Linked DNA regions of Mus musculus: all the other regions are linked to region 1. A link is a contact called in public HiCAR-type, HiChIP or PLAC-seq and Micro-C data. All regions are on one chromosome and are shown on one strand. The core of a region is the stretch at or near the end of the contact, and the rest is flanking DNA. Distances in the headings are between cores, read along the strand shown. Region 1 holds the start of 4931415C17Rik (RIKEN cDNA 4931415C17 gene). Region 2 has its middle 16 kb from the start of 1700128E19Rik. Region 3 holds the start of Arhgef7 (Rho guanine nucleotide exchange factor (GEF7)). Region 4 overlaps Arhgef7 (Rho guanine nucleotide exchange factor (GEF7)). Region 5 has its middle 73 kb from the start of Tex29. Region 6 holds the start of Tfdp1 (transcription factor Dp 1). Region 7 has its middle 190 kb from the start of Gm33029.

What was found. Hi-C and Micro-C count contacts between places; a contact is called where the count stands out from the background. HiCAR-type assays count read pairs that join an accessible place to other places. HiChIP or PLAC-seq counts read pairs in DNA pulled down with a chosen protein or histone mark.
Region 2: a HiCAR-type map of embryonic stem cells shows a contact between it and region 1, with 5 times the contacts expected there. The contact joins the enhancer-like site here to the promoter of 4931415C17Rik in region 1. A contact is called at or near these places in 8 of 39 promoter capture datasets (the 3T3-L1 cell line, hippocampal neurons, liver and 3 more), 1 of 15 datasets of contacts at CTCF or cohesin (large pre-B cells), 1 of 484 Hi-C or Micro-C datasets (muscle stem cells), 6 of 115 datasets of contacts at active chromatin or transcription factors (embryonic basal ganglia, embryonic forebrain, embryonic stem cells and 1 more) and 2 of 9 other capture datasets (embryonic stem cells and liver).
Region 3: a contact with region 1 is called in a Micro-C map of embryonic stem cells, with 6 times the contacts expected there. The contact joins the promoter of Arhgef7 here to the promoter of 4931415C17Rik in region 1. A contact is called at or near these places in 11 of 39 promoter capture datasets (the 3T3-L1 cell line, the HPC-7 cell line, cranial neural crest and 6 more), 1 of 484 Hi-C or Micro-C datasets (embryonic stem cells), 18 of 115 datasets of contacts at active chromatin or transcription factors (bone marrow-derived macrophages, cardiomyocytes, craniofacial prominence and 11 more) and 3 of 9 other capture datasets (adipose tissue, embryonic stem cells and pancreatic islet).
Region 4: an H3K4me3 HiChIP or PLAC-seq map of stem cell-derived neural progenitor cells shows a contact between it and region 1, with 6 times the contacts expected there. The contact joins the enhancer-like site here to the promoter of 4931415C17Rik in region 1. A contact is called at or near these places in 21 of 39 promoter capture datasets (the 3T3-L1 cell line, 3T3-L1-derived adipocytes, the C10 cell line and 13 more), 1 of 15 datasets of contacts at CTCF or cohesin (pro-B cells), 2 of 484 Hi-C or Micro-C datasets (the HL-1 cell line and ganglionic eminence) and 19 of 115 datasets of contacts at active chromatin or transcription factors (the NIH/3T3 cell line, the SCID.adh cell line, cardiomyocytes and 14 more).
Region 5: a contact with region 1 is called in an H3K4me3 HiChIP or PLAC-seq map of embryonic basal ganglia, with 5 times the contacts expected there. The contact joins the enhancer-like site here to the promoter of 4931415C17Rik in region 1. A contact is called at or near these places in 13 of 39 promoter capture datasets (the 3T3-L1 cell line, the C10 cell line, HPC-7-derived erythroid cells and 9 more), 1 of 15 datasets of contacts at CTCF or cohesin (large pre-B cells), 1 of 484 Hi-C or Micro-C datasets (the HPC-7 cell line), 11 of 115 datasets of contacts at active chromatin or transcription factors (the 230-238 cell line, craniofacial prominence, embryonic basal ganglia and 7 more) and 4 of 9 other capture datasets (adipose tissue, embryonic stem cells, liver and 1 more).
Region 6: a contact with region 1 is called in a Micro-C map of embryonic stem cells, with 6 times the contacts expected there. The contact joins the promoter of Tfdp1 here to the promoter of 4931415C17Rik in region 1. A contact is called at or near these places in 3 of 484 Hi-C or Micro-C datasets (Th1 cells and embryonic stem cells) and 1 of 115 datasets of contacts at active chromatin or transcription factors (memory CD8 T cells).
Region 7: an H3K27ac HiChIP or PLAC-seq map of embryonic stem cells shows a contact between it and region 1, with 7 times the contacts expected there. The contact joins the enhancer-like site here to the promoter of 4931415C17Rik in region 1. A contact is called at or near these places in 9 of 39 promoter capture datasets (the 3T3-L1 cell line, cranial neural crest, embryonic stem cells and 4 more), 11 of 115 datasets of contacts at active chromatin or transcription factors (bone marrow-derived macrophages, differentiating embryonic stem cells, embryonic midbrain and 4 more) and 3 of 9 other capture datasets (adipose tissue, embryonic stem cells and liver).

The regions. Positions count from the first base shown.
Region 1 is chr8:12,670,399-12,674,605 of GRCm38.p6, forward strand. 4931415C17Rik (RIKEN cDNA 4931415C17 gene) reads left to right here and starts at 2,029. Exons shown (of 2, transcript NR_166502.1): 1 at 2,029-2,627. It overlaps Tubgcp3 (tubulin, gamma complex associated protein 3), which reads right to left and starts at 1,702. Exons shown (of 22, transcript NM_198031.1): 1 at 1,557-1,702. The coding sequence starts at 1,632.
Region 2 is chr8:11,698,600-11,702,806 of GRCm38.p6, forward strand. No RefSeq gene overlaps it. Among named protein-coding and RNA genes, the nearest start is that of 1700128E19Rik, 16 kb to the right of the region's middle. Within about 2 kb of position 2,257, at least 32 of the 459 cell types and tissues checked have an H3K27ac peak or open chromatin away from gene starts, as enhancers often do. A contact at or near this core is called in embryonic stem cells and muscle stem cells, where this site is marked.
Region 3 is chr8:11,726,134-11,730,340 of GRCm38.p6, forward strand. Arhgef7 (Rho guanine nucleotide exchange factor (GEF7)) reads left to right here and starts at 1,925. Exons shown (of 22, transcript NM_001372321.1): 1 at 1,925-2,283. The coding sequence starts at 2,119.
Region 4 is chr8:11,799,380-11,803,586 of GRCm38.p6, forward strand. It overlaps Arhgef7 (Rho guanine nucleotide exchange factor (GEF7)), which reads left to right. Exons shown (of 22, transcript NM_001372321.1): 7 at 1,081-1,175; 8 at 1,394-1,489. Among named protein-coding and RNA genes, the nearest start is that of Tex29, 39 kb to the right of the region's middle. Within about 2 kb of position 2,387, at least 44 of the 459 cell types and tissues checked have an H3K27ac peak or open chromatin away from gene starts, as enhancers often do. A contact at or near this core is called in the SN4741 cell line, embryonic fibroblasts, stem cell-derived neural progenitor cells and 1 more, where this site is marked.
Region 5 is chr8:11,910,963-11,915,169 of GRCm38.p6, forward strand. No RefSeq gene overlaps it. Among named protein-coding and RNA genes, the nearest start is that of Tex29, 73 kb to the left of the region's middle. Within about 2 kb of position 2,094, at least 32 of the 459 cell types and tissues checked have an H3K27ac peak or open chromatin away from gene starts, as enhancers often do. A contact at or near this core is called in embryonic basal ganglia, where this site is marked.
Region 6 is chr8:13,336,842-13,341,048 of GRCm38.p6, forward strand. It overlaps Tfdp1 (transcription factor Dp 1), which reads left to right and starts at 1,910. Exons shown (of 12, transcript NM_001291765.1): 1 at 1,910-1,965; 2 at 2,824-2,898. The coding sequence starts at 2,887.
Region 7 is chr8:12,049,092-12,053,298 of GRCm38.p6, forward strand. No RefSeq gene overlaps it. Among named protein-coding and RNA genes, the nearest start is that of Gm33029, 190 kb to the right of the region's middle. Within about 2 kb of position 2,425, at least 16 of the 459 cell types and tissues checked have an H3K27ac peak or open chromatin away from gene starts, as enhancers often do. A contact at or near this core is called in bone marrow-derived macrophages and embryonic stem cells, where this site is marked.

The DNA.
Region 1 (4,207 bases), core at 779-3,278:
GCACTGCTTTCAGGAATCCATCCTTGCCTTCCACCTTGTGGAGAAAGCAGATAAAGAACACTGTACCCAGATAAATAAAGAACACTCAAAGTTATAAGGGTAAGCAACCCAGCAAGAACATATGTTACAAAGAAAACAAAATAAAATACAACCTTAGGAAGAGATCTGAATGGCCAAACAAGAAGTCATGCTCAACAGAATCAGGAAAAAGAGATGACAACAATTAGCTATGGCTACACACCTGTCAGAGCACAACAAAATATCAACAAAGTGTGTGAGGGCAGAGAACCCAGCTGACTCTGCATCCCTCAACTCCATCCACAGAGAAGACAGCATCATCTTTAATGAGCTTTACCCTGGATCTCTCTGAAAGTCCAGCGATTCACAAGACATAATCACAAATGGGGGTGGGAAAATGGGAGGATACAGGATTCTGCTTTAAAGTAGCATTTCAATCACCTGAAGGCTGTGAAACTTCTATCAAAAGGGATCTTAATGTAAAATTCAAATTTAGAAGTTCATAATGAATAACTTCAAAATCTAGCTATAACTACGAGGTTCTTTCTGGAAGGTAAAAATTTTGGACCCAATGCAATAAAAGAAAAATGATGGTATGGCGTGTTAAGCCTTAGTTATCTAATTTTGCCTATGACTGGATCACTCCCTTCAGAAAAGTAAACTATCCTCTGCACTCACACTCTCCCCAGATACTGGAACTCTAAGCTCCTCCTATCCGCCTTCTCCCTAGCCCTTTATCACCCACAAACACTGTGTATTCACCAACGTGCTAGTCACATTCCCTCCATTAGACAGGAGCATCTCTCATGGCATAATAGGGTCGAGGAAGCCTCAAAGATTTCTTACATGAACAAACTGCACAGTGAAACACTACAAGGAATAAAGCAAGAAGGGAGTTAAGTCAACGGTTTAGTAGTGACACAGTAATTCATCCTCTACGCTGACAAGTTGTTACATAGGTTGTTACAAATTATGAAAGATCAAAAGGCTCTCTCAGTTTTTAAAACTCGGTTCTTGTTTAAAGTCTTCCCTTGAAAACCTGCGCGATTTGTCTCAACATTCTAAGGCAACCCAGTCATGTCAATTACTAAAACCTTCCCTCAAGACGCGTCCCCACTCATCTCCAAAATGAGCTTCATGAAACCAGATCCTTGACATTTTCCCCACCCCCAACTACGGCGGCGACAGTACGGGTAAAGTGGGCAGGACTGCCTTGGGGGTCTGGCTTCTTAGAAGCATTATTCGCTAGCTGAACCGTCCAGGAATAAGCGAGCATCATCTAACCAGGACTCATCATCACCAGAGGCAAAGGTGACAGCAGAGTGAGAAGCACGCAGAAGCAGAGCTGCAGGCTGCCGTGCTGTCTGGACGAACCCAAAAACAAACTCGGCCGCTACAGCAGCTCCGGCCTGGGCCCCCAGGGCAGGGACAGTCCGCGAGCCGCACCCCTTTCCTTCCCGGGGGCCGGGGAGAACAGCACCCGGCCGGCGGGGGTCATGGCGCTCAGTCTCCACAGCCCTGAACCCCGGGACGCGTACCTTCGCTCCGGCCCAGGATCCGGCAGCACAGGTTCTGCAGCAGAACGTTGGGCGACTTCTGATCCGGAGTCGCCATTACCGCGCCCGGACTGCGCACTGCAGCCTCCCCGCGCCCCAGGATCCCGCGCCCTAACTACGGCGCCGCCATATTCGCGGAAGCGGCAAAAGCGCGCGCCTCCCATAATGCACCGCTTCCCGCGCGAGACGCGCGTGCGCTCTCCCGGCTTCTGCACTTGGCAGCTTCTCCGCGCTGGAAAAGTCGTTGCTGGGCGACGCTCGCAGCAACGCGTTCCTAGGATGCCCGTACGCGTCCGCAGCTTGCGGTCTGGGCGCTGCTTGTGAACAGCACTGGATGCGGAGTCCGAGTGCGCTTGAGCCACACAGGGACAGGGGCGCCGGACTACTACGCAGGGCTCTCGTAAGTGAGTTCTCAGAGGTCTGGAACCTCTGCCCCTTGACGTCACCAGGAGGTAGTCCTGGAAACGGGGATACTGAGATGGAGAGGCTTGAGCGCTGCCGCAAAGGAAAAATCAGACGCAGACACGAGAAATTCTGTGCTGTCTGGGACGCAGGAGGAGGAGAGTCCTCGTCACTGGGAGCCCAGCTCCGCCGCTCCTGCCCGGATGCTCGGTGGTCCGCAGAAAGCTCCCTTCTTAGTCGCTGACTCAGGACTATGATAGCAGTGGCACTCAGAGGTGGCTTAATGGAGAGCATACCTTTATTCGTCTTTTGCTCGCAGATCTCTTAGCCACCCTTCCCTGCCCGCTCTGTGATGTACAGAATGCGGACACACTCACTCCCTGTACAAATGGTACCTGCTGGAGCTCAGCCAGTTGAAGCCAACGATAGAAACTGCAAGAGGAGACTCTCGGCTTCAGCCTGGAATTTGACTACGACTCTAACAAGCCGAGACTCTCAACACTCAGCTCTCAGCCCATTCTTAGCTCCAGCCTATTTTGTACCACCCACACAGATGATGCTCCATCAGAAGGTCTAGAATAAGGCCATAGTGAATAACTATCAGTCATTCCTGGTGTTTCTTCCACCCCGGGGCCAGTAGCTAACCTTCAGGTGATCCACTTTTCTGTTTCCATCATCCATGTAGTCAGAGCTCAGTCCTCAGTCCCTGTAGCCTCTGTTTTGTTGAGTGGTCCTAGCACTGCCCTTTGGTAATAGGAGTGATCCCAGCAAGAAGTCTTAAGGTGGCTTTCTGGACTGAGCACTCACACATTTAATTGCAGATGTATTGACAGTTATTTGAGGGTGGCCAATGAGCCAGGAAAAGCCAGAGCGGTTTGCTTTTCTGTGTGGCTACTTGAAGTGAAATGTCAGCAGATAGATGAAAACACTTAGAAAGTAGCTGCTCCAGCACAGTCTTGACAACAGGAGCTGATGTCACCAAGTCAGGTGACTCGAGTTCCCCAGAACCCACAGAGCAGGAGAAAAGCAACTACCTCAGTTGGTCCACTCACCTCCACCATACAAAATGAAGTCAGTCAAGTTAGGACATTGTAAATCAACTAAGCCAGTGACCAAAAAATGCTAAAAAAAAAAAAAAAAAAAAAAAAAAAAAAAAAACAGGCTTGATGACACAATGCCTTTAATCCTAGCACTTGGAAGAGGCAAGTGGTCTCCAAGGAAAGTCTGATCTATATATTGAGTTCATAGACAGCCAGAGCTATAAAACAGAGAAACCCTGCCTCAAAAATAATCACACTCACACATACGTATGTGCATACATACATACATACATACATACATAAATGGGTTAGGAAGATGGGTTAGTGGTTAAGAGCACTAGCTGCTCTTCCAGAGGACCTGGGTTCAGGTCCCTGTACCCACATGGTGGCTCACCACCATCTTACCATCTTGTAACTCTAGGTTTTTTTGTTGTTGTTTTGTTTTTTGGGTTTTTTGAGACAGGGTTTCTCTGTATAGCCCTGGCTGTCCTGGAACTCACTCTGTAGACCAGGCTGGCCTCGAACTCAGAAATCTGCCTGCCTCTGCCTCCCGAGTGCTGGGATTAAAGGCATGTGCCACCACACCTGGCTGTAACTCTAGTTTTATCTGTTGCCTTCTAACTACCTCAGGCCCCAGGCACACACACGGTGCACTTACATACATGCAGGCAAAACACACATAAAATAAGTGATTAGATCTTTATATATGTGTTGTGAATATATAGAAAGCACTAGCAGCCCTCTTGGCTGGCTGTTTCAGCCCATCTCAAAACCCAGTCAGTTGAGTGGGTCAGTGTTTCCCAGCAGTCAGATTTGGCCCACAGTAAGCAGACTGAATAAGGGACATGTGGTTCAAAGCTATTCCAGAGAAGAAAGACTTGTTGGGAGACTACAAATGTTTCCGTCCACAGTCAGGAGGACTTTCCCAGAATACTCTGTGCTATCGGCACCCTCTTGTTGGTTGGCATGGCTGGGTTCAGCCTCACTGTGGGAGCATCTCTGGATGTTGTGAACCCTTAAATTAGTCAGCTTTCCACTGCTCTGATAAAATACATGAAAGAAATAATTTTAAAAGAGGAGAGATTTGTTTTGACTCATGGTTTCAGCCCAAGGTTGCTCAGCCCAGTTGTTCTGAGTCTGGAACGCAGTACGTGATAGGAGAGAGCTGTTCCCTTCCTGATGCTCAGAAAG
Region 2 (4,207 bases), core at 1,007-3,506, 970 kb before region 1:
GAGTTGCATGAAATTATATTTGGGGTCAGAGTCTCGGGACAATGACAACATTCTGATAGGCATAGGAGTTCATAGAGCCGTAAGGAAAACCCGCCAGCCAGCAGGAGAGCAAGGCGAGAACACCAGGAACCGGAAAGCCGGATCGGGTAAGCCACGGGGGCGGGGGGTGGGGGGGGGGAAGAGGGGGCACTCTCAGGTCATCGCCTCAACACTATTAACACATGGTCTCTCCTCTCTCCTTCACGTGGCACTGATCTTGACAGTTACATATCCCCACCAGGGAATGTGGACACCACTGTGAGCTTTTGGGAGAACAGTTTGGAAGGATTTAAAAAGCCATGGAAAGGAAATCAGCACATAGGATGGGTGCCTGCCCATAGGCCCGTGTCTCCTGCAGTGCTGGGCTCAATAGCATGTTTTATTCTCGGTTAGAGCTTCTCTGGTTTGGCTGCAGTCTTACAATGAACCCCTACTTGCCCCCTCAATATTTTGATTTACATGGGTATCCAATCTTTTGACACTGAGACACAACAATATTGTTGTCTACAAAGTTCATGCCCCAAACTGAACAATTGAGTTATCAAAAAGGAAACTGCAACAAAAATCTCATGTTGTTTTAACTAAATTTATAATTTTTTTGGTTGGATGACAGTGATGACTGTTCCTGGATGCATAAAGCCCATGGACTGTGGGTTAGAGACTCGCACAACATTAGAGACCAACATTTTGAAGGCTGCAAGTTTTCATGAGATGAATGTGTGTGTGTGTGTGTATGTGTGTGTGTGTGTGTGTGTGTTTAAAAGGGTCTCACTGTGTAGCTGTAACTGGCTGTTCTGGAATTCACTATATAGACCAGACCAGCCTCAAACTCAGAGATCCACCTGCCTTTGCCTCCCATATGCTGAGATTTAAAATATATTTTTTAAATCCTTCTTGGTCAGGATTTTCTATAACTTGCTTCTAAAGAAACCCTGAGTAACAGGAAAAACAAAAACCGAACAACTTTTGTTCAGAATTTGTAATTCTGCTGATGTCAGCTCAAAAGGAGTCTGAAAGGAGCGCAGGCTCAGTCCAGGCCCAGCACCCCTCCTGCGGCTTCTCCATCCTGTGTCTTCAGAGTTAAAGGCTCTTTGTCTTTTATGCACAAAACCACATACTCATTGTCAAACTTCATTAGCAAGAAGCAGAATTACAGAAGCCAAAAAGCAAGGTTAGTGCGTTTAAGGCCTTTCCTGGAAGCACGGACCAGGTGAATGGGTTAGGTTTTTGTTCCTGCTTTGGCAGATGCTGGGAGCCTATGGGTTTGAAGGACAAAATGACCCCTCTAACATGATCAGCTGTGCTAAGGTCTGGGAGTCTGTTACAGTGTGGGCAAAAAATGCCCAGGAATTGGGGCCAGAACCACACACATACCTCAGACGGCAGGTCTGGCTGCAGCCCTGATTCACCTGGCAACTTGAAGAACTCTGCAGGACACATGGAATCAAATCTAACCAGGCTCTCCTGCAGTTGCCTTACTATACGCTCAGCTGTGTCAGCTCTGCCCGGGCTAGAGCCTGTATTCCCCGCATCCTCTTGTGGCACTGAGATACCGAGAGCATTGCAGAGGGGACAGCTGCCTGCTAGAGCCCACTAAAACCTACCACGGAAGCAGCGGAGCCTGGAGAGAAGCTGGGCTGCTTTTCTCCACATGCCCCAGGATGGGGAGAAGGACAGGCTTACAGTAGGATGCGCGTGTGCGTCCTGGTGTGCTTCTTGTGTGTGTGGCCCCGTGGATTGGGGCTGCTTGGGTGTGAAGAGGGTGAAGGGACACTTGGAGGTGGGAGTGTGCAGAGATGGACAGAGAAGTCCGACTTGGGTGTCTTTCACTAGGCATAGGACTCCTGCTGTCTCCGAAGCACAGACAGACCCGGAGAGCCGGTGTGCTGCTGGCGCCCTCTGCTGTCAGACCTTCCATTCTACACCCCTAGTTCCAGAGATAGGAAATTCACTCAAGTCGAGAAAACTCTGGGGTTTGGAGGGAGTTAAATATTAGCGAGAAAGAGGATTTCTACATCAATGAACAGTAGAACTGGGGGAGCCATGTGTATACACAGTTCATTATCATCCCCCAACCTGCCGAGATTATATTTCTGGTACTACCGTTAAGGAACTGTGGCCCTGAGGCAGAGACAAGCCTCACTTTTAGAGATGCCTAGCATTCTAGTCTGGGCTTCATCCAGCCCTGAACACTTGGTATCTCATTGGTTACACATTGGCCAAGGTCAGTCTGCCTCTGTCCTGTCCTAAAGCGGCCTTTCCACAGAGCTGTTCCTTGAGGGCAGAGGAGCAGGCAGCACACGCGCACTCGCGCACTCGCGCATACACACACACACACACACACACACATACCTCTAGTTTCCCCAAGTTATGTTTCAGAGGCAAAGGCAGGATCACGTCTGTCTATCCTTCATGCGGTTGTTCCCAAGGAAGATGAGGAGGGTGAAGATGAAGCCACGCCTTGTTTGGAGAAGGCTGATTAACCACAGCCTGGGTGAGACAAGAGGAACAGTGTCTTATGTTCCTTGCCTTGTTGCTGTGACAAGATACTTGACAAGAAGCAATTTAGAGAAGGATGGTTTATTCTAGCTCACAGCTCTTAAGATCTAGTCCTTCGAGGCAGCTGGTTCTGTTGTGTGCGGGTTCAGAGGCAGAGAGCAAAGAGTGGGAGTGCTAAACTCACTCTCTGAGGTTTGATTCAGTCAAAGCCCCTCGAGCCAATGGTGTGGTACCATCCACATTTAGGGTCTTCCTGCATCCACCCAGTCTAGAAACTGTCCTAGGCAAGCCCAAAGGTTTGTCCTCTTAGGTGATTTTAGCTGTAGCTCGGCAAGTGCAACCATCACAAATGGCTTGGTCCTTGTGTTAAAGTCCACTTGGAGTGAAGGAGGAAGAGAGCAGGAAGCGCCATGCAGGGACTGGAGCCAAGTGGGTGTGACAAAGCCACAGACCAGATCGAGATGTCCCCACCTGTCTAGGTCCTGTGTGTGTGTCAGAAGCTCCCCGGACCCATGTGGCATGGCACCTGGCAGATCTGGACATACCGTTTCCAGAACATGGGATCTGACGTGTTGGGCACCCACACTGCAGGGATTTGAGCAAGGCAGGTGCAGGAAGGACTCTGACTGTCCCTGCAGCAGGTGACAAGGCTCTCATGGGAGAGCTGCCTTTCCTAAAGGCAGAGGAAGGAATGCCGTGTCTCCCAGGATCCTTAGCTCAGCCCTGGTTTTAACTGGTCACACATGCCCACAGCAGCCCACAGCATGGGGGCTCTGGTTCTTAAGATGGCCTCCACACCACCTAACACTTAACAGTAAATGGGACCCACAGTAAGTGGAGGCGCATCCACGCATGTCTGTGTTCTTTGTTCCAGGGGCCCCGGCGGGAGTCTTACCTGGGGAGAAGGTTGGCTTTCTCCCTGGCAGCACCCTGTGTGATTTCCAGGAATGAGTCTCCCACCACATTCGTGGCAGCTCCAGGCTGTGTCCTCTGATAATGACATCACAGACAACCCGGGCCCTCTTTGTGGTGTGGCAGAATGTATTCTTTTAATTCAAAACAATGTATATGCATATGGGGTTTTGCCTGCCTGCATGGCTGTGTGTGGCTGTGCACGGCTGGTGTCCTTGAAGTCCAGAGGAGGGCATCAGATCCCCTGGAACTGGAACTGTATACCTTTGTGACCTATCACATAGGTGCTGGGAATCGAACCCAGGTCCTCTGTTAGAGCAAAAACAAAGCTCTTAACCACTGAGCCATCTCTCCAGCCCCAATTATTTTTCTGAAAGTTATATTTACCTTTAAGAAAGACTTTATTCTTTGTGAATGTCATGTTCTGTGTTTTGATCATTTTTACTCCCACTAACTCTCCCAAACTCATCACGGGTCTACCCTGCTCTCCTACACCCCCCAGGTGGGATTTCTGTGTATTTACACACATGTCTTCCTCAAATGTGTGTTGTTGGCAAAGGAGAAGTGGCCCAAAGCCCTAACCAGGAAGCTCTTTGCAATTGATACTGAGATGCAATTGCAGCTCAGTAGAGAGGAGAAAACTCATTTTCCTCCAGTGGAGTGACACTTTTATATGCACCATGCATCAGGGAAGGCCCCATGCTCAGGAGTACTTGGCCACCACTCAAAGGACTTAACGTGTTTGTTGTTATTATTG
Region 3 (4,207 bases), core at 675-3,174, 940 kb before region 1:
GTCAATCATCTATTATCCATCGATATCAGCCAATCAGCTGCTTGTTTAAGGAGAGATCCATCACAGGGTACTGGCTCAGGTATGTAGGGAAGATGGCTAATCCACTTCTCCAGGAGGCTCAGGCTGGAGTGAGGGCTTCTGACATTCCAGTTGGTGTTTCTCTACCCATGGGGAGAAGGGCATTTCCTCTCCTCAGTCTTGTAGCAGGGATTTAGAAAATGCCAAGGAAATTTGACCAAGGGTTCACCTTGGACACCAGAAGTGCTCAGCGAAGCTCCTCAATGACACAGTTGTGAGCAGGGCTACTTTCTAGGATCTCCTCCAAATAATGATTCGAAATTAGCGTGTACTGGGGTTAAAAGAAGGTGATCTGTAAGGTTATCATTTAGCAGCTCAGGGGCTTTTTTTCCAGAATGAACGGGTGTAGTCAATGGTCCAGTCTGACCGTTGGTTCCCAACTTCCTCTGTCTATTAAGTCGGCCTCTGCCTGGCTTCCTTAGGGCCACTTGACAGTCAATATATGTAGCTATCTTTGTGTACTGCGTGATAAGGCCAGACCTAGTCTAACAGGATTTAAAAATAGTAACGAGTAAATTTTTCAATTCAGCACTAGGGAAAGCTTCTTCCGGGTTGAGCAGCTTTGGTCGATAGACTCGGGCGTCGGTGATCAGTTTTGCATTGCCACTCTCTGGACCTCCACAGGGAAGCAAGATGGGAAACTGGCTGATGTGGGGCTCCTAGGGCAGGGTACCTCTCATATGTAACCAGGAAAATGGACAAAAAGTGAGGCTTGGGTCTGTCGGTGGTAAAGACACCGTAATTGCAGCAGTGGTTGGTTAGGGCTGGCTAGCGCTGCTCTGAAGGCAGCTGCCACCACAGAGAAGCTGGCCCTCAACAAACTTCACACTATTTTAATGCTTTGTTTGTGTCTGGAACAGAAATGTAGTCATTTAGCCAGAAGATGCTATTAAACGCAATCGATGGTGGTGATGGAAGCACCTGGAGAATGCAGAGAAGAGAGTCGAACCTGTGATCATTTTTTTGTTTTGTTTTTGTTTTTTGTTTTTAATTGACAGCATCGCATGGCTTCTAGCCTTGAGCAGTTACTGGATGAACGTGCGTGCCTGGCCCAGGGGAAAGGTCTCCTGGGACACTGCAAGCTTTATTTTAAACTGTCGAGGAGTGCCAGCCAGCAGGGAAAGCATAGGACCAGTGGCGGGAGTAAGTGGAAATATGTGTCGATTGACGGTGAGCCCTCACCTACTCCCCCCTTCCCCCAAGGCTCCTGTCACACATCCTTTGCGCTGGAAGAGGACGCCCAAGTTCTGGGCCTAAGCGTGGACAGCACGCTTTCCAGCGGACACCCACCCGAGGTTGCGATGTGCTCTTGATCGCTGGACACGTCACCGTCAATTTCACAAGGAGTCATGCAAGGCTTCTGGCTACTAAGGTCGTCCGCGCCCGCCGCCCCCCATCTCCGCTCCCGCCCCCCGCCTCCAGTGGCCTTGCAGCCAGCCGCTTAGCATCGCGCCCGCGTTCCCGACGCTCGTTCCTGCCCGAGTGAGACCCATCTGGTCACAGATCTAACGAGCATGTGCGTGCCATCCCCGCCGGCTGGCGAGGTGGCGAAGAGACGCCCGCGCCCCGCAGTCGGCGGGCTAGCTCAAGAGAGCATTCTGGGAAGCGCTTACTAATCGCGCGCCGCCCTACCCACAAAGGCGCGCAGCCCCGGGGCGCGCGGGCGGCGCAGGTGAGCGGGGGGCGCGCCAGCTGTCGTGCGCCGGGGCTGGCGCGGGGTGCGCGCGGGCGGCCGCCGCGTCTTTCTTCTCCGGTGATGTCATCGGGCGACGGCGGCCGCGGCCGGGGGGCGGCGGCGGGGGCGGTGCCGGGCGCCCGCAGGTTCCTGCGCCGCTAATGAAAAGGCACTTGACAGCGGGCCAGGGCGCGCGCGAGCCCGCGGAGCGGAGCGGGACCTGCTGGGCCGGCCGGGCCAATCGCCGGCGCGCGGCCGCCCATGGGCGCGGAGGCGGCGGGGGCGCGGGTGGCCGCGGCCCGGGCCGCTCCGAGGTGATCGCGCGCGGCGCCCCCTCTGTGCGCGCAGCCCGAGCCGCCGCAGCGATGAATTCTGCCGAGCAGACCGTTACGTGGCTCATCACCCTGGGCGTGCTGGAGTCGCCCAAGAAAACCATCTCGGACCCTGAGGTCTTCTTGCAGGCGTCGCTCAAGGACGGGGTGGTCCTATGCCGGCTGCTGGAGCGCCTGCTGCCCGGGACCATCGAGAAAGTAAGTGGCCATGGCACGGTCTTCGGGTGGGTCCCCGGCCCGGGCGGGCGGCGGGCGGCGGGGCGCGCGGGAGCACCTGGCGCGCGCCGGCTCGGGGCCCGCGCGCCCTCCTTTGTGCGCGGACCCGGCGGCGCGCAAGGCGCGGGGACCGGCGGCGGGAGTTCGGGGCGCCATTGTGTGCGGGGCGCCGGGAAGGGGACCCGCCCTGAGAGCACAGACAGCGGAGGGGGCCGCGGTGACGCTCGGGGCCGGCTCGGGGTCACGAGAAGGAGAGTTGGCTGTGCCGGCGGCGGTGGGGTTCTGCTCCACCCTAACGTGAAGTTGGGAGGTCGGCTTCGCCCCTCGCCGACACCGATCGGAAAACCTCGTCTCTGTGCCGCGCAGCTTTCTGCGATGGCTTTGTTTGAACGGTTTCGTCGCTGCCTTTGCAGTCTGACTCTTGCGTTGAATGGACCGGTGGCTGGGCATGTTTAAAGGATGCATCAAAAGCCAAGGGAGGGCCGAGCTGTGAAATGACTTACTGCCTTCCCCATCAAGGGATTCTTCACTCAGCCAAGCCTGCAGAACAGCGCACACAGGGTGCTGAAGCCCGATTTCTTTGGGGATGGGTCAGAATTTTTATCCTCACTGCCTGCTAGATTTGGAGCTGTCTGCCTGCTGCTGCTGGCTGCTGGCTCCCTGGCTCTGCAGTGTGAACCTTGACCACCGCTCTGGGTGACCAAAGTTTGTTTTCGTTTGTAAGCTCACAGAGCGGGCCGGGTCAGGGGTTGGGAGCACTTCTAAGAACAACCATGTTTTATAGGTCAAAAAATAATAAAGTCCTGTGTTCAAGATTATGCCAATACACAGTTTACAAGAAAACTTAAGATCCTTAGTAATTTAAAAGGTGTTAAGTACAGAAATGGAAGTGTCCCATAATTAGGAAGAAGTAACACTTCTTAATGGAGTACACACACACACACACACACACACACACACACATGCACATACACACAGACAGGCCCTAGGCAGGACACTCTGTTAATGCATATTAAGTGACCTGAAAAAGCAGAAATTCTAATTGTATTCATAAATTGGCATGCTGCAGTGTCAGAAAACATTTACCATGAGTTCCACATGCGTACCACAGGTTTTAGGTGTTTTCTTGAACATTGTATTGAAAACGACATGCATCTTAGAAGGACTAACTGATGTGGGAAACACTGTTTATAAGTGGGGCAGATCAATAAAGTTACAATTTTAAGATGCAACGACTGAAGAGAGCAGGGTGTGACTTGCCAGACACTGAGAAAACCCGGCTGTCCCCTGGCCATTGGTGATAATAAAAGACAGACGTCTGAGTGAGACACATGCTAAGGTTCTTAAAGATAACCCTGTTCTGTTTCTGAGGCAAAGCTGTAAAAAGATTCCTGTGCTATGTCAATGGACATGTTCCCATCCATGAACACGTCACGTGACATGTTTGCAGCGTTGATGTGGTCAGGCAAACTTCAAAAATTCATATTCTATTTTAAATTCTAGAAAGATCCCGTGAGGAAGTTGCAGCGCCTCTTTCATCTCTGACACAACACAGAGAGAGATGAATAAAAAGGGCTAGCCTCTGGCAGCTAGATTGGTCTCAAACATTCTGAAACTACAGTCGAGTGGAAATCTCTTGGGTCGGTGTTGTTTTAACTCTCTTTTTGAAGGCTGATGACCCTGTACAGATAGTCCCTGGCTCTTGAGTGAGGGGTATTTGTGGGGAGTAAACCATCAGCCACTGTCTGAAATTCTGGATTCCACGAGTTTGCATCTGCCATGAAGTCATCCGCACTTGGCAATGAATGCCTGCATGGAATCACATTTGTCTTGAAGCACATGTGTGGGGCAGCTTTTGCTTCCGTGCTGGAATGCCAGAGGGAGACCCTCTCTCCTTAAAAAGGAA
Region 4 (4,207 bases), core at 1,137-3,636, 870 kb before region 1:
TAAGTTCATCTGTTTGGAAAAGTGTTTGTCTGGAAATTTTAGGAGTTCAGTAGTTTTTGCTAAATTTGTTATACTAACATATGCTATTTGTAACTTTTTAAATTTTAGAGTTAGTTTATACTTACACTGCGATCCTTGAGAACAATAAATGTCTAAAGACTTTGTTTTCCTAGGCCTTTCTTTTATCTTCAGTGCATGTTTTGTGGGGGGGGATCCAGGCATCACACTGTCTGATCAAAGTCTCTGTTTCCCACATGTTTAGCTCAGGTTTTAGATCCAGTCAGGATAAAGCTCATGTACTAAGTTGGGATATGTCTTACATGCAGGCTAAGTCCATTACCTCAGTGCCTGAAACGAGAACTTTGTGGGATTCTGGAATTTGGGAAATATTTGCATAGATTTCACTGGTTTGAATATCCCTAAACTCAAACTCTGAAATGGCCCAAAGTGTAAACCCACAGCATCATGGTAGTGCTCAAAACGTTTAATAGTCTCGATCACTTTGAGTCTGGGCTGTTTTGCTTCGGGATGCTCAGCTGCATACAAGAACGCGTGGGTTTTATCTAGTTCAGTGAGCTTCAGCAAGTGTGCTGACCCGGGTAGCCTTGTACCCAAATTAGAATTCAGAGCCAGTCTGTCCCCTACCCTCCTCTCCTGGTCATTGTAGGTTAGTTTTCTGCTCCTAGACTAGCTGGATGAGTTGTGTGTGTGGTACTTGCTGGTGGCTTGTTCTGCACCATACAGCATTTTAAGAGTCACATCTGCCCATAGATGCTTTTGAGAGTGTCTACAGTCTGTCCTTTGTAATTTAAGTAGACCTGGCCTGGCTTGTCCAAGGATGGACTTTGGCACTTTGACAAAATCTAGGTATGCCTGTTGTCAGTAAGACAAAGTCAGACCTCTGGCCTTCATAATTCATCAACTAGGGTTAGCAGTTAATAACCACAAAAGAATAATGCCAGTAAGTGTGTTAGTATTGCATGTCAGCAACAAAGAGACTGGCTCAATGGGTTGGACTTGCTGGAGCTCATAACCTGTCAGATGCCTCTTGCCATGTGAGTGACGGCCATGTCTCACCAGGTGCTACAGAACATCCTGGAAACAGAGCATGAGTATTCCAAGGAGCTGCAGTCTGTGCTGTCCACCTACCTGCGGCCACTGCAGACCAGTGACAAGTAAGTTGGCCAGAACATGCGTGCGTTGACTGCCTGCTGGCTGGTCCCCCTGTCTGTGTTTGCAGAGGAGGGAGGAGGGTGAGGTGGTGGGTGGAGGTCAGAGTGCCCGCTTGCTGCGGGCACAGCATCGTGTTCATCAGACTAGGGCCCTTAATAACACTTTGTGGGAGGAAGTCAGACCACTGACAGTCTTCTACTTTGGTTTTTCTTGGCCTTAGGTTGAGTTCAGCAAACACTTCATATTTAATGGGAAATCTAGAGGAAATATCTTCCTTCCAGCAAGTGCTTGTACAGTCCCTAGAAGAATGCACGAAGTAAGTAAACCAGCTGAAGCGCTTACAGATGCAAGTGCGTTTAGTTGCTATCAAAAGCACCAAGTCCAGCCGGGCGTGGTGCCGCACGCCTATAATCCCAGCACTCGGGAGGCAGGGGCAGGTGGATTTCTGAGTTCGAGGCCAGCCTGGTCTACAAAGTGAGTTCCAGGACAGCCAGGGCTATACAGAGAAACCCTGTCTCGAAAAACCAAAAAAAAAAAAAAAAAAAAAAAGGCATGAAGTTTAACATAATTTTAGAATTAACAGTTCTGAAGATATAAAAAAGCTAGTTTTTTTTTTTTTTTTTTTTCTTTAAGTAGTTTTGTAGTAGAAGCTGTGAATTAGGCTGGCTGGGTTTTATGACATGGTTTTTAGCCTGGGAAAGACTTCAGGAGAGTGAGAGTTTAAGCTGATGAAGGAGGGCACAGCAGGCTTAACTGTTTACATGCCGTGTGCTGTGGAGGGTAGTTTTTTTCCAGTGTTTTCTTCTAGTTTTGTGTTACTCTGGCCTGCAAATAACCATGTCTGGGTAGCATGGCTTGGGCTTGTAGAAGTAAGCACAGGGTTACTTTTCATATATGCTCTTTATTTACTGAGTTCCTAACATGTGCCAGGCAGTAATCTCAATGTTTATTCATTAACTCCTTTAAATGGCCTATGGAGGGAGGTGGGGGTTAAGATACAAAGAGTAGTGGACTAGAATGTGGCCGGGCTCACTCCCGCAGTGGGAAGTACCCATCGGTTCTGAGATGACCCCCACGCCCCCACCCTGCTCCCCCAGATTCTCCAGAGCTGCTTCTCCCTTGCTTTTGGTGGTTGAGTGTTCTCAGAATGTGTTTGGCCGTCAGCTTTCCTCTCACATACTGTTTCAGTTGACAGGATTCCTTTCTTACGATTCACTGCATTCCTGCTAGATGGCATAAAGAGTTTTCCCCATTCAATACCAGCGACACTGCTGTGGGAATGTTAACCGTGGCTTATTAATTTCCTTCTATAATAAAATGAATTCTGGGGCCAGAGAGATGGCTAGGTGGGTAGAGCTGCTTGTCTCCAAGTCAGAGGACTTGACTTCTGTCCCCAGGACCTTCCTATATAAGAGATCTCTGAACAAGAGACTTCTGATCTCTCCACAGGGGCTGTGGTGTGTGCACAGACATGTATGTGTACACAAGTGTAAAAACATTTTTTTAATAAATTTGGGCTGGCAAGATGACTCAGCGGGTAAGAGCACTAACTGCTCTTCCAGAGGTCCTGAGTTCAAATCCCAGCAACCACATGGTGGCTCACAACCATCTGTAATGAGATCTGACGCCCTCTTCTGGTGTGTGAGGTCAGCTACAGTGTACTTATGTATAATAATAAATAAATCTTAAAAAAATAAACTCTGAGAATCTTCATTGTGTCTTAAAAGGTTTCAAATAAGGTGTACAGAAGTTTAGAATTTTCTTGTATTTTATTATGAAAAACAAATTAACATTCTGTTAAAATAGATAATAGATCCTCACTTTGGGGACAATGGGGATGTTATTGAACTAAAATACTCAGTGTGGTAATAGTAAAAGTGTCTCGCAATAGTAAAAGCTACCCCAACACACCAGCTCTTGTTCCTTGCAGAGTACAGGCTGCTGCTGCTGCTTACCTGCATTTTGAGACAGGGGCCTGGAGTTAATAAGAGGACCTGGGTTCTATTCCCAGTACCCACATGGCAGCTCACAGGCACCTGCAACCCCAGTTCCAGGGGATCCAACTCCTAATTTTTGGCCTCCACAAGCAGCCATGAGTTACACAGGCATATATGCCAGCAGAACACCCATACATAAAAAATTATAAAAAGAAAAAACAGAGACAAGATCTTGATAAGGCTCCAGGCTTGAGCTGAGTCTCTCAGTAGTCCAGGCTGCCTCTACTCCTGCTCCTCCTGCCAGTGTCCTTTGTGAGTGGGATCATAGTGTAACCTGCAGCAGCAGGTTTCAGAGAAGTCAGGATGCTGCTGAGATTTGGGGCAAGGCCCCAAGCCCAGCTTTGAGGTGCTTTTGTCTTGAGGCAGCGTCAAGTTTGCTGTCGGCTGGGCCTGGAGTGTGGCCTAAGGCAGAGAGACAGTAGACACAGTCCTGGAAGAGACACAGTGGGGTCTGGGGTTGGAGTTTCAGAGCCACCCTCCCCCAGTCTGTTGAGTTGAGTTGAGTCTGCTCTCTCAGACCCTGGTAGGTGGCTGTGGTTCACGCTCCTGCAGTCTCCTAGTCCTGGTCTCACTTACGAAGTCATAGTGAAGCGCAGGCGACTGCTGGCCTGGGAGTGCCTCCTGTGCTACCTCTGCCTGCAGGCTGGTGTCACCTCTGCTCCCAGACACTGTCTGCGGGAAGTCTCTCTTGGACAGGAGCTTCCCACCTGTTTCTCTTTTCTCCTTGTCTTTCTCTTGTCAGGCAGGTGTCTGGCCGTCGAGTGAGTCAGTTGAAGGCAGAGAGCCTCTCAGCCCTCTGTGAAGCTTCGGGTGGCTGTTGCTAGGCTCCAACGTGAGATGCTGTGTTGTCTGGGTTAGGGCTTACCAGTGAAGTGTGGGAACCACTTCCTGCACGGACACTCACATCTGTGTGCCTTGGCCGTTCTGCCCAGTCCTATGGTTATTTCTTTGATTTGCCTGTGCTTGTGTCTTTTCCATTTTGGAACTTTGGTGTGGTGCACAGCAGTATGTCCCTTGGTCATGTCCTCTGCTTTCTT
Region 5 (4,207 bases), core at 844-3,343, 760 kb before region 1:
CTAAAAGAAACAAGCCAAGGTCTTGGATTTAGTCAGTTGTCAAAAACATGACCAGATAATTTTCTCCTGGGATCAATGCCTGGGCTTCGCTGGATGAGTGATGATGGTCCGTGATGGTTTCACTGCAGACTCCACCTTTTCCAACATGGAATAGGCTGCGAGTACAGAGCCGACAGCCCAAGCCAAGTCAGTTTGACTTTAGCCATGTGGCCTGTACCATCACACCAGCGATGAACGCCCCATGCTGGAAGTGTGTGGAGCATCCACGCAGGCTAGTGTCTAAACAACATTATTCTTGACGCTGCCGAGGTCAGGTTGGTGGCCATGACCAGTGGCCATCGCAGAGCTGGGAAGGGAAGTCACTGATAGTGGCTTCAGGGATGTGAAGTCATTCAGTGTAGATCAAGGAGCACATACAATGTTGGTCAAGAAACACACACAATGTAGGTCAAGGAACACACAGAGCGTGGATCAAGGAACACACTGTCTTCCACACCACATGAGCTACTCTGGTAACTGATCTCCCAAAGGAAGCCCCAGAGTGTATAGGACACTCACTGGGGCAGGTGATGTGGGTTGAGTTCAAAGCCATCTGGGCCAAGTTGAGGCAACTTACCCTACCTGCTTGGGCTCTGGGAAAGGGCTGACTCACCTGTCTCTGGTTAGGTTTGTTTGAAGACAGCAGAGGACAGCCTCCTATCAGAGAACTGGTCCAGCTTCTTTGCTCTGATGAGTTTTATTTCTTTTAAAAGCACATAAACATTACCAGGAAACTGTGACGATCACACTTGACTGATGGGTGGAGGCCTTGACAGCCCTCGCCGGCCCAACAGTCTGATCTTGCCTGACACCACTGGAACGGGCTGGCTGTCGGCCCGAGCATCAAGTTATTTTACCATAGGCTCTATTTGCATAATATCAAGTGCAGGTTTCTTTGGCAACCCCATGAGCTTAGCCATTATTGCTCCCGTTTTAATGAAAGGAAAAGTATGCGCATGGGGCGCGAGCCATTTTAACAATAACTATCCATATCATTTAAACATTTGCCCCTATACTGTTCCAGGGAGCACTTGAGTTCCCACAAACTTCCTTCTCCCTTGCGCAAGGAAAACAAACAAGCCAAGAGCTTTTCCGCACCCAGTCTTGCAGCCCAGGTGGACTGCTATTTGCTGTTCACAGCTATAGCTTCTTTTACTTTAAGCTTCGGTAAATGGAAACACTTGATGTGGCAGGAGTGTTCTCTCCAGTGCCCTGGGTGAGCCTGGCTGAGGGAAGCCAGATAACTGCCACTCAACCTCCCGACACACCCTGCACCCTGACCCTGGCAGCCTGCGAGTGTGGCTGTAATTCCCGCATGAACTTTGTCCCCGGGTGTCTGTTTTTGGAGCATGCTGGGGTGACATTCAGCCTCCACATTCATTTTTATGATAATTCCGGAGCAAATTGTGGTGCAATAAACTCTTCAAGCCTGTCTTTCTGGTGAAAGCCGTGAATCAGTCAGCCTGGGCGTTTTGGGGGCTTTTCAATGTATGGTGATCATTTAGATTTGACGCGCATTGTGAGACCTTAGCGTGCCTCCTCTCCCTTCCCTGTCATTAATTCCAGCCCGCACCATTCTGAAGTACCGTGAAGGATGGCTGAGAAATCACTGCCCTCCTCAGCTCTGCTGTTGCACAAAATAGCAGCGCAATAATTTTTTGTCAATGTTTTACTCTAAAAGCTTTCTACGTCAGTTTTGAAAAGGAAGCAATAAAGCCCATTCAATGGTATGAATAAAAACCCTTTGAGGGTTGGGAGCAGAGCTTCCTTTCTTCAGCTGGTAATCAAATTGGAGCTAAAATGAAATTGAGTTTTCTTATGAAAATAGGCTTTGTTGCTGGGAAGGCTGGTAATTCATAAACAATAACCTGCTCTTTTGTGTGGATAATAATATATTCATGTTCTTTCAATAGGGTAAAAGCCAGACCTAGTGCATTATGGTACAGTAAAAATAGCAGAAGGGGCTGGCTGGAACGATCTTGAAGAAGAAATGTAGCATTCAGGGACGGCACCTCTGAGTCCCTCTGAAAGCCTCCTTTGCTCTCTATCCGTGTGCCGGTTCCCGTGGCTGATTCGCTGCGACCACACGGTATTTGGTTAATTGTGGACGGTCCCAAGCTGTGCTCATCACTGCGAAGGCTGCCGACGAGGAGGCTGTAGTTGGCAACCTGCTTTCTGAAGGAGCAGCCCTGCCTTGACAGGGATGGAGGAGTCCACAGGCAGGCACAGGCCGGCACCTGGACAGGGTACCAGGTAAGGTGGCTGGTTCCTCTGGAGTCTTGAGAAGACGTTCTGGTGCTCAGCCATGATGTGGGTGTGTGATGTACTGAGGGTGGGGTCAGACACTGGTCACCGAAGGGGAACATACCTAGCTGTGAACCCAGATCAGAGGTGGGTCAAGGCTGTTGTGTAATTGAGTTGCTCTGGGTGAGACCTCTTGAGGGGACTCCAGGGTTGTGCCTGCTGTCCCCTGGAAGTGTTTGCTCTTACAGCCTAGATCTGGTCCTTAGAGACCCAGTGATGTTGGGAGCAGATTTCCTTATGAGACCTGTGTTTGCTGGACTAGACTTGGAAGTTTGGGGAGCGGGGGAGGGAAGGAGCTTTTACTGTCCTGGAGATGTCTTTCTGGATGCAGGATGTGGGCGGTCCAGACTTGGATACTCAAGTTGGCAGAAAGTTGTGTTTTGGTGATTGTAAGACTGTGTGACACACTCGTCTGTACCTTGGGTTGTGGAAACAGACACAGTGTTCTTGGACCCAGCAGCAGGTCCAGGGCAGCCAGATAAAGGGGAGCTTTCTTTTGAGGTCATTTTCTCTCTGTTACTGGGACCGTGGCATTCAGAGCATAATTGCATGCAGCCGTCTTGTGAGGCTGTGAGCCTCAGGAAGAGCAGTCGTTCCACAGAGACCTCTGCCACTTGGAAACTACTTTTTGGTTGCTGTTTTAATTTTTGGCTTTGAGTTAGGCTCAGTGGACAAACAAGAAAGAGTAAAAGAACTCAGCTTGAGGTGGGACGGGAGGGTGGCAGTGGGACCAGACAGAGTGTCCCCAGCCGCAGAGGGAACACAGGTTGGCGATTTCATAGCTACTGTTTCGGGTGTTACCCTGCGTCACCTTTTTCTGAGCCTCCCTAGGAACCAGGAATGATATATATATATATATATATTTTCTTTCTGGTTCAGCCTAAGGTCTCTTAACTCCATTCTTGAATTATAAATTGGAGACATTGACTTGAGAGCCATGCTGTGGCTGTGCAGTTTTAAGACAAGAAACTTTGACAGTTTCCACAGGAGCTGGATCAGCCAGGGGTGAGCCTGCCTCCACCCCATGCCGGGACAGAGAGCAGGAGGGCTTTGCTTGTTCGCAGATACATAAGGGATGTGCGCTGGGTTCACCCTGGCTATCGGGCACCTCTGTGCGGTTTGGGTGTTTTAACAATGAAATTACATGCTTGATAAACGGAACTTTTAAAGGCGCAGTGGAAGCTGACAGTTGTGGTAACATGTGTCATTATCCAATTAGTTAACACAAGGTTGTTTTTATGCCGTACTTAACACACCTCTGTGTTTTCAAATCTTAACCAATATTACTTTCATCAAAGTCTTTCAGCAATAAAGGTTCTAATTGTTTGCATCTTATCCTGCTGCTCTCGTGATTCTGGGCTTTTCAGCGCCACAATCCCCTTCATACGGTCTGATTTTGAATTTATCTCAAGTTCATTTTGGGGGAGAAAACCCAGAATTCTTTTGGCTTTCATTCTGCACTTTGTCAACGCCCCCTCCCCCTCCCAGTTCCCGCTGGCAAAGCCGCAGGCTCGGAGCTTTATTCTTGTGCTGTGAAAGGCAGGATTGCTAACTGTCAGAATTACCTTTCAGGGTGGTGTAATGGAAACTATAAAGGAAAGTTCACTGTGCTGTTTCCCAGAGGAACAACAGAAAACTGGTTTTAGTCAGAGAAAACCGTTACTTAGTCTCTACATGGAAATTGTGATTTCTTCATCTTGTACTCGGGTGGTCTTTCATCTGATGTCCGCCTGTCTTGACGCAGAGGGGGTTCAGGGCAATTTCTGTCTGGTAGGGACAGCTGAGTGCCGTGGCAGAGGCCAGGTGGGCAGCCCTGGAGCCTCAGTGGCAGTGTCTGGGAAAGATCACGTGACTTGGAGGGCCC
Region 6 (4,207 bases), core at 660-3,159, 670 kb after region 1:
ATGGCTTCCTATTTCTTCTGCCTGTCGTCCCATCGCCTCTGTGTGCTGCTGTGCGTGCCCTGTTCACTCTTCAGAGTCCCCCTTGCCGCTGCCACCACTCCGCTGACGTTCTGTCCTTTATTTCTTCATGCTACCAGTCTAGCTTGTAGAAATAATAATAAAAAAATTGTGTAACATCACTTGAGAGAAGTTTCTATTGGACAAAAGATTCTCCCAACTCACTGAAAAGGTGAGTCAAATAGCTTGTTTATATAGTCAGAAATGGGGTGTGGGAAGGATGTTTGCACCAGTCACAGTCTTTCTGCTTGGCCAGTAGAGATGCTTCCCTCCCCCTCCCCCTGAACCCCTCATCCCCCAACCCCAAATTCTGGGTGAAAACTGCTACTAGAGCTTACCAGAGCTTGTGATGGCAAAGAGTCTAGTGCAAGCTATTGACACACTCATGCCTTGGGTATTTCTGGTGCAAGCTATTGACACACTCATGCCTTGGGTATTTCTGGTGCAAGCTATTGACACACTCATGCCTTGGGTATTTCTGGTGCAAGCTATTGACACACTCATGCCTGGGTATCGCCTCTTCTGCTTCAGCAATAAGCAGCTGTGGTTGCAGGGCTGCTTCCTCAAAGCCGCTGAGCAGTGTTCAAACAGGACAGCTGCTGGCGGACAGTTCGGCCAGATGCTAAAGAAGGGCTGTTGGGCTGAGTCATGGGACTGAGGCAGCCAGGTAACGGAGAAAGATCTGTCAGTTTGGGAGTCAAATTGACCTTTCCTCCAGAATAAAATCCGGTCACTCACATTAACAGTTTTCTGATAGTACTTAACTTTGCCCTGCTCTTCAGTCCCATATTCTTGGGAAACGTTGTGTCATTTTATCTGAACCATTTGGACTGATTTGTGAGCCCCAGCCTATTCTCCTCCCAGGCTCTCCAGCTTTAGTCTTAAAGAAGTGGCCTCTAAGATGGACTGAGTCTTCAAGGCTCAGGGTCTACCAGACCCCTCTTGGGATGAAGCAGAAGGTTTCTGAAGTGAAAGGCGCAAATGCATACACACCTGATTAACAGGCTGTTTCCTGCCCTGAATCACTGACAGCCCAGGCTCAGGGCATGTGGCTGTGGAGGTCAGTAGTTGAGCAGAGGTGGGGGATCTTGTCTCTGTATTGTTCAGTATGCATCCGAACAGTCTTTACTTTGTTCTGTGTAAATGAACAAGATTCTTCTCCCTGTGTGCACATGCAGGTACTTTAAAGCACTCTCAGAACTGACCTCTTTTTTCTCATGTGTACACACACGCCTGCTTTTTTTCAGTGCGCAGACATTAACATAGGTTTCCATATGTTTGCACAGAGGGTTCTCTTCTGTATATATGTTCAGGCGTGCACACACGACTGATACTCCATGTACACACACGTGTATACAGTCAGACTCTGCATATCCACAGGTGTGCACACACATGATCCTTTCCCTACGTGTGCATGCAGGTATGGCACACACCACATTCTTTTCACCGTTGGCGCGCGTGGTACACGCGCACACACAGAGCCAAACACGTGGCCCTCTACTCCCTGCGCATGCACACAGATATGCATACAGTTGGCCCTTGGTGTACACACACACACACATACACACACACACACACACACACACACACACACACACACACACACACAGAGGCGCGCACACACGTGGCCTCTCTCCGAGCGCACATGGAGACGCGCGCAGCGCTGTTCGGCGTCGGCGGTCTCCAGCCGGGTCCCGCCGCACGCGCACGCGCGCGCAGGCCCCGCCCCTCTCCCAGGGCGGGTAGCACCGGCGAGAGGCGCGGGAGATGAGCGGCGGGAGGAGGAGGAGGAGGAGGAGGGCGCCGAAGGCGCGAAAAGGCGCGCAGGCGCGCTGCGCGCAGCGGGCCCGCCGCCGCCCACGTCACCGCGCCGCGCGCACGTCACGCCGGCCCGACGCTCGGCCCAGGGTGAGCCCGCGTCCCGGCGCCGCTGGCTCAGGGCAGGGACCGCCAGGGCCGGACCTCCGGGCCGGCGCCTCCGCGCCCCCGTCGTCCGCCCCGCGCGCCCCGCCGGCCAGCCAGGTGTGGCGGGGGCACCGGCCGGTCGCGGCGGGAGGGCGCAGGCTGGGCGCGCGGCCCCGTTCCCGCCCCAGCCCGGTTCCCGCGTCCGGTCGCATCCCGCCCGCCGCCCAGCCTCAGCTGGAGTCGGCCTCGACGCGGCGTGGCGTGGGCGGCGGGCAGGGGTCCTGGCCACCCTCCGGCTCTGTCCGCGCCAGGGCGCGGGGCTGGTGGCTGGGCCTAGTGACAGGTGGGGCGAGCGGGCGGGCGGCCGGGAGCCCACCTGTCAGAGTGGTCGGCGGCCCCTCGGGGTCTTGGGCAGCCCGGGGTGGGGGGTGCCCGCCGCGGCCCGGGCGGAGCCACGCAGTGTCGTGTGCCCAAGTGGGGGGCCTTGTGCCTCGGCGGGGCCTGTGGTCAGGCGGGGCCCGCGTGCCCAGGTGGGGTGAGCCTGACGGCTGCGCGTCGCTCAGCCAAGGGTCCGGGGTCTGGCCCCGCTGCCGGTGGGAGCTGCTGGTGCCCGCAGGGAGCATTTCCATTTAGAGAGGTGACTTAAAATCCCCGTGTGGGACCTGCTTGGCTAGCTCTCCTGTCGGGATTGTGCAAGAAAGGCCCCTGCTGCCTGGAGGCCTGCCTCTGCCTCGTGCTGGTGGGGAGATGTTTCCTTTGAAATGCGATGTGCGTTAAATTTCTTCTCATTCTCATTCATTATTCATCCCCTCCCTTTTTTTCTTTTCTTTCTTTCTTTCTTTTTTTTTTTTTTTTAACCAGATAAGTACGGTTTCTTCTGTGGAGGGTACGCAGTTAAAGCCTTGATTTCCTGGATCTGGTAACATGGCAAAAGATGTAAGTATGGTCGCTGCATGCTGCAGACATGTTGGCACAGCTCGTTGCAGTTTTCTCCCTTTATTTGAGAGTGGCCATACGTGTGTGGCAGTGGGTTGGCCAAGACATTTTACAGGCAGGAGCTGGGATGGAGATGAGGGATGATGGCGAGAGTCGTTAGGTGGGTGTCTCCCCTCTGCACAAATGGTCTTTGTCATCCGAAGCGTGACACGTTTTTTTTTTCTTTTTTGTTTTTTTTTTCGTGGTTTGATGATGATGTCTTGATTTTTTTTTCTTTATCTAAACTGCTTAAATAAAATAAAAAAATTAATACATCTCTCAGTTATGAGTGTGTGAGAGGGTGTTGTTTGTTAGTGGGTTTCCACACAGGAGAGCTGTCAACATGGAACTTACACTGTACTAGTTTTATGTAGTACGTAAGACCGTAATCCAGCTTTGATGGATTGAATCCCAACTACTTGTTTGGGCACATTTTTCTCAGAAAGATGACATTTGGTGATTAATGAAACACCGTGGAAATGCTGGTTGGTTTAGCTTCATATTTATCACGAAGCTACCGAGCGTTTTGAAGTTTTTTTGGGAAACAGGTATGGACAATTAGGTTTTAAGGCTGTAAATACAGTCTGTATTGTTGGTCACATACATACATTTTTGCAGTATTGCTTTAACTCCCTCCAACACTGATCGTGTCCGTTCCAGTGTTCCTCAGTGTCCACTGTTCTGTGACTGTTAGATTCATGCCTTTTCTGTGCAGCCCTGGAAATGCAGGCAGACATGCCGCATCAGCTAGAGTTGTGCCCAGGTGTAGCGGAACCGTGGTGCAGGTGCGGAGTCCTGTCCTGACTGGCCCGCATGGAACAGACCCTCTTCTGGTCATCGAGCACCGGACCTGCTCCTGGGGGCCGGGGGGGGGGGGGGGTCATGTCTCACCCTGAGAGACCTTGTGTAGGTCACCTGAAGTCACAACTACATATGGCACTGGCTTGATCTCGTTATATCTGTTGTCTATGTACATCCATGTCCTGACTCCGTCCCCACGAGTGCCCTAATGAGAGACATGCCACCCAGCGCATGCCTACAAAGTAGCTAGATTTGGTGAATGGGTGTAAACGGGGTGCTGGCTCCCGTGCCTTTGTGAGGCCACATGGCATGGTGTAGTTTCACTGAGTCAGCATACTCAAGCCCAGTCATCTTAGTTTGTCATTATACACTCCTGTGTGCAGTGTCCCCTGGGGAGGCAAGTGGTCAGGAGCTCCTGTCCGGCTGCCGGTTTGGGGTTAGCCATTGTGGTGTGGCTAGGCCAGTGCTG
Region 7 (4,207 bases), core at 1,175-3,674, 620 kb before region 1:
TCAATGTTCTGTTTACAGAGTTCTGCACACTGATGGTCTGTGATAAAGACCTTCTCCTTGGCCCTTCCTGGGCCAGGCATGAACCTTCCCCTACTCTCTAGCTAGTGAGAGCAAACAGAAGAGTGTGTTCTACTTCCTGAATAGATCTTTAGAAGAATGAAAGGCTCTGGACAGGCCTTGTGAGGGCAGGCGTGACTGCAGCCATCATGGGCCATGGGCCATTCATTGGGAAGTAGCTACTTCTTAGAAGTTTCTAGCCTTTGATGACCTCATGTTCTAACTCATTTCTGTGGCTTCTTATTGCACCAGAGCCACTGTTTCTCAAGGTTTGATGTTATTCCCAGCTAAGACTGATATGAGCTCAGACCCAAGGTGGGAACTTTTCCTAACATGCCAGAACAACTGGGCTCCTGGGAATAGGAAAGGCAGCCTGTGGTAGATGAGGGATCCCTATAGGTTCCCAGGGGAAGAAGAGTACAGCCTTGTCTTTGCTGCTGGATGCACACTCTACACTTCTCAGATGCTTCTTGGGGCCGACATAGTTTCTGGTAACTTAGTCATCTGAGAGAGCCTCAGTTGCCCTGTGGGAGGATAGTGACTTACTCTGGAAATCAGCCTTGAACACTGAGTGTCTGGCACAGACCAACACCAGTCTGTCCAGGATCCTGTTCCTGGAGCTGTAAGGTCAAAGCTCACACTGGGCAGAATCAACCACTTGTCTTTAGGCACATCTATGAAAGGATATCTAATGGGACATGGACACATTGTGAACAGGAACAAGAGGCCCAGTGCATTTCAGTCCATCTCTGGGGTCCTGATGTAAGGTTTATGTTTAAATAGAAACAGGATGCATGTATAACTAAGCAGTCCTACCTATCATCATTATCATCATCATCACATTATTATCACATCATCATCACATCATCATCACATCACCATTACATCATCATTGCATTACCATTACATCATCACATCACCATTACATCATCATTATCATCATTGTTGTTGCCATCATCATTGTCATTGTCATTATCATCATCACATCATCGTCATCATTATTACATCATTACATCACTGTCATCATCATCACTATCATCTTTGTCATCATCATCACATCATCATCATCACATCATCACATCATCACATCATCATCATCGCATCATCATTACATCATCATCACATCATCATCATCATCATTACATTATCATCATCATCATCGTCATTGCCTAGTTGTCCATGTAGCCTGTTTTGCAACTGTAAAATCTCCCACTCAGATCTGCTCCCCTCTGGCTGGCACCAGGTTTCAGCCTCTCCCATGACACAACATGAGATCCCTAGGGCAATTTTACTTTTACCTTTTTGTTGTTTCAGTGTTTTGAAGACTGAAGAGAGGGGTACATCTGTCTCCCCAGAATGTCTTTACTCCTCTGAGGGTGCTGATGGCTACAGCACACAGCCAGGGACAGAAGGAAGAAGGGCCCACTCACTGCCCTGCCTTGTGAAGATCTTATTCTTGCTCCCTTGTCCTCTTTTGTTTGTGGCCATCCTCCTGCCTCAGCTCCTCTGAGGTCTTGTTCTGTTGGTTTTTGTATTTACACTAGCTATTGGGAGTCTCCAGCCCCTGTCTGTGGTTGAGAACTGGATGCCTGACATGGGCTGAGTTAAATGCTGAGACCTTTGCCTTTGACCTCCTGTAGATTGAAAGTCGCCTCTGTAAAAATTATAAATGTCTAATGGGTTTTAAGTAGGCAGATAGTCCTGGCATTAGGTGTTACCCTGTAGGTTGCCAGTGTCACTGGGCACTAGGGTCTACTCTGTCAGGACCTCTCTGTGGGCTGGGGTGGACATGCCACAGACAACTGTGTTTGTAGGACGCTGCCCCTCCCCCCTTCATTTAAACAGAATGGCTTTTTTTCCCTTTAGACACTGGGACTTTTGTTATGTTAATGAACCAGGGACCATTTCCAATTCAATTTTACCTGGGCCTGGTCAGCTGAGTCGCTTTGTTGGCATCCCCCTGGGACCTTCCTTGTCTTTTAAACTGTAATTTAGTTGGAACGGTCGTCAATTTCCTCTGCTCATTACATTTGCTGGGTATCACAGATATTTAATCGAGCCCATGTTCCAGGACCTGAAGGGATTCTGAAGGGGCTGTGTCTTCCCTGAGTGAGCCAGCGAGGTGACCACGTTTCTGTCACCCCTGTCTGTGGTCTGGCCCTTCTTCTGGCTTTTGGTTGGTTTTCTGAGGGATCTGGCCCTAGAACCCGCTTGGTTGAGGGCTCCATAATTGATTAGCGATTCCGGTTAGGTGGACAGGCCGGCCAGCCTGCCAGGCCTGCACTCTCTCTCACAGTCCTGGGCGCAGGGGGACTCTAAGCGACCACCTGTAAACTCCCTGCCAGAGCTCTCGCATCAGACCTGCTGTATGATTAATTTTTATCAGAGTCACCAGCTGTCGTGGAAGTCCCAGCAGTGCAGTTTCCTACCCTCATCCATCCACTCCCAGCTGCGCTGGACCACGCAGGCCCCCAGCCTGGGAGCTGGGCCTCTAAGCAGGTGCTTGGTGGGCACAAGACAAATGCCCCCCACCCCCACTGTTTCCTGAAAGCTAGGACAAGCTTAACTGTTGCGTGGCTGCATCCAATTGAGGTCTGCAGGCACAGCGGCCTGGAAGCCAAGCGTCTGGGTGGTTCTCCTTCCTGCTGTCAGGAATGAAGCAGGAGCTTGGGATGGGGCCAAACATGGTAAACTGAGGCCACAGCCAAGGATGACTGAGCACTGCAGCACCACAGAAGCACTTGCCTTCCTAAAATATGGGAGTGCAAACCGGAAAGAGCAGAGCAGGAGGATGGGACAAACTGACAGAGAGAGAGACAGAGTCAGACAGACAGAGAGAGAGAGAGAGAGACACAGAGACAGACAGACAGACAGACAGACAGACACAGACAGGAGACAGAGAGACAAAGAGAGTCATGGAGAGAGACAGACACACAGACACATAGACAGACAGACAGACAGACAGGCAGGCAGGCAAATAGACAGATAACATCCAGACAGGGAGAGAGAAAAGGGGATAGAGGGATAGAAAGAGAAAGACTGAGAGATAACTGAAATGAGAGAGAGAGAGAGAGAGAGAGAGAGAGACAGGTGGACAGAGTCAGAGTGAGACACACAGAGAGATACATACAGAGGAGCCATAGGTTAACAGACACAAAAGGATACAGAGAGGTGTGTGTGAGAGAGAGGGAGAGAGGGAAGGAGGGAGGGAGGGAGGGAGGGAGGGAGGGAGGAAGAGAGAGAGAGAGAGAGAGAGAGAGAGAGAGAGAACTGGAGGAAGGTGCCGAGTCAGCAGCTCTGTGGTAGAACAGGCTACTTCCTATGAGTGTCACCAAGAACACTGACCATGGGCCCGGCACCCTGAGAGCCTCTGTCCTCAGGTCAGCCACTCTCCTCTCTTCCACCCTGGAATGCAGTACTATGCTTAAGCTACTCCAGCCTTAGTGGCTACTGTTGGTTCCTTCCTGCAGAGGGGAGCCAGTGCTAGAGGATTTTAGAAGATCCTGAGCCATTGAATAGAGCTCCCAGAAAATGGGGTCTCTCCTTCAGCCTGTCCTCAGGGTTTCTGTCACCCTCTATTCTGGCTTCAGTTTCTTGCTGCCCCTCACCAGAGAGCTGCATCTAGTCTCTCTTGCAGGGTGCATGTGATCTCAGGCAATATTCCCCTTTATGTCTGATGGTAAACAGGGTGGTTGCAATAAAACCGTGAGACATCTTAGCACTGTGGTCACACTATCTTTGACTAGGAACTGTGTCCCCAAAGACAGTCCTGTGAAGTCCAACTGAGTCATGTATATGAGTCACCATGGTGCATCTCGCTGATCCAGATGGCTAATGGCGGATTTGGTTGATGCTGACTGACATATACTGGGTCTTACATGTCAGGGAGGGTAGGTGGGTGTGCATGGCTGAGTTCTCTAGTGACAGATGCCCTTCAGTCAGTGAGACCTGCATTCTCTCCTTGTGTTACAAGGGTCCATGGGGACAGATGGAGAGACACTATCAGGGGACTCATTTCTCCCTGACTCTGACTGACTGAGAGCATCAGTCAGCAAAGACACTTGTCGAACCAGTTCTCCAAATGCTAGCCTGACCTCCCTGCCTCCCTGCCTCCCTGCCTCCCTGCCTCCCTGCCTCCCTGCCTCCCTGC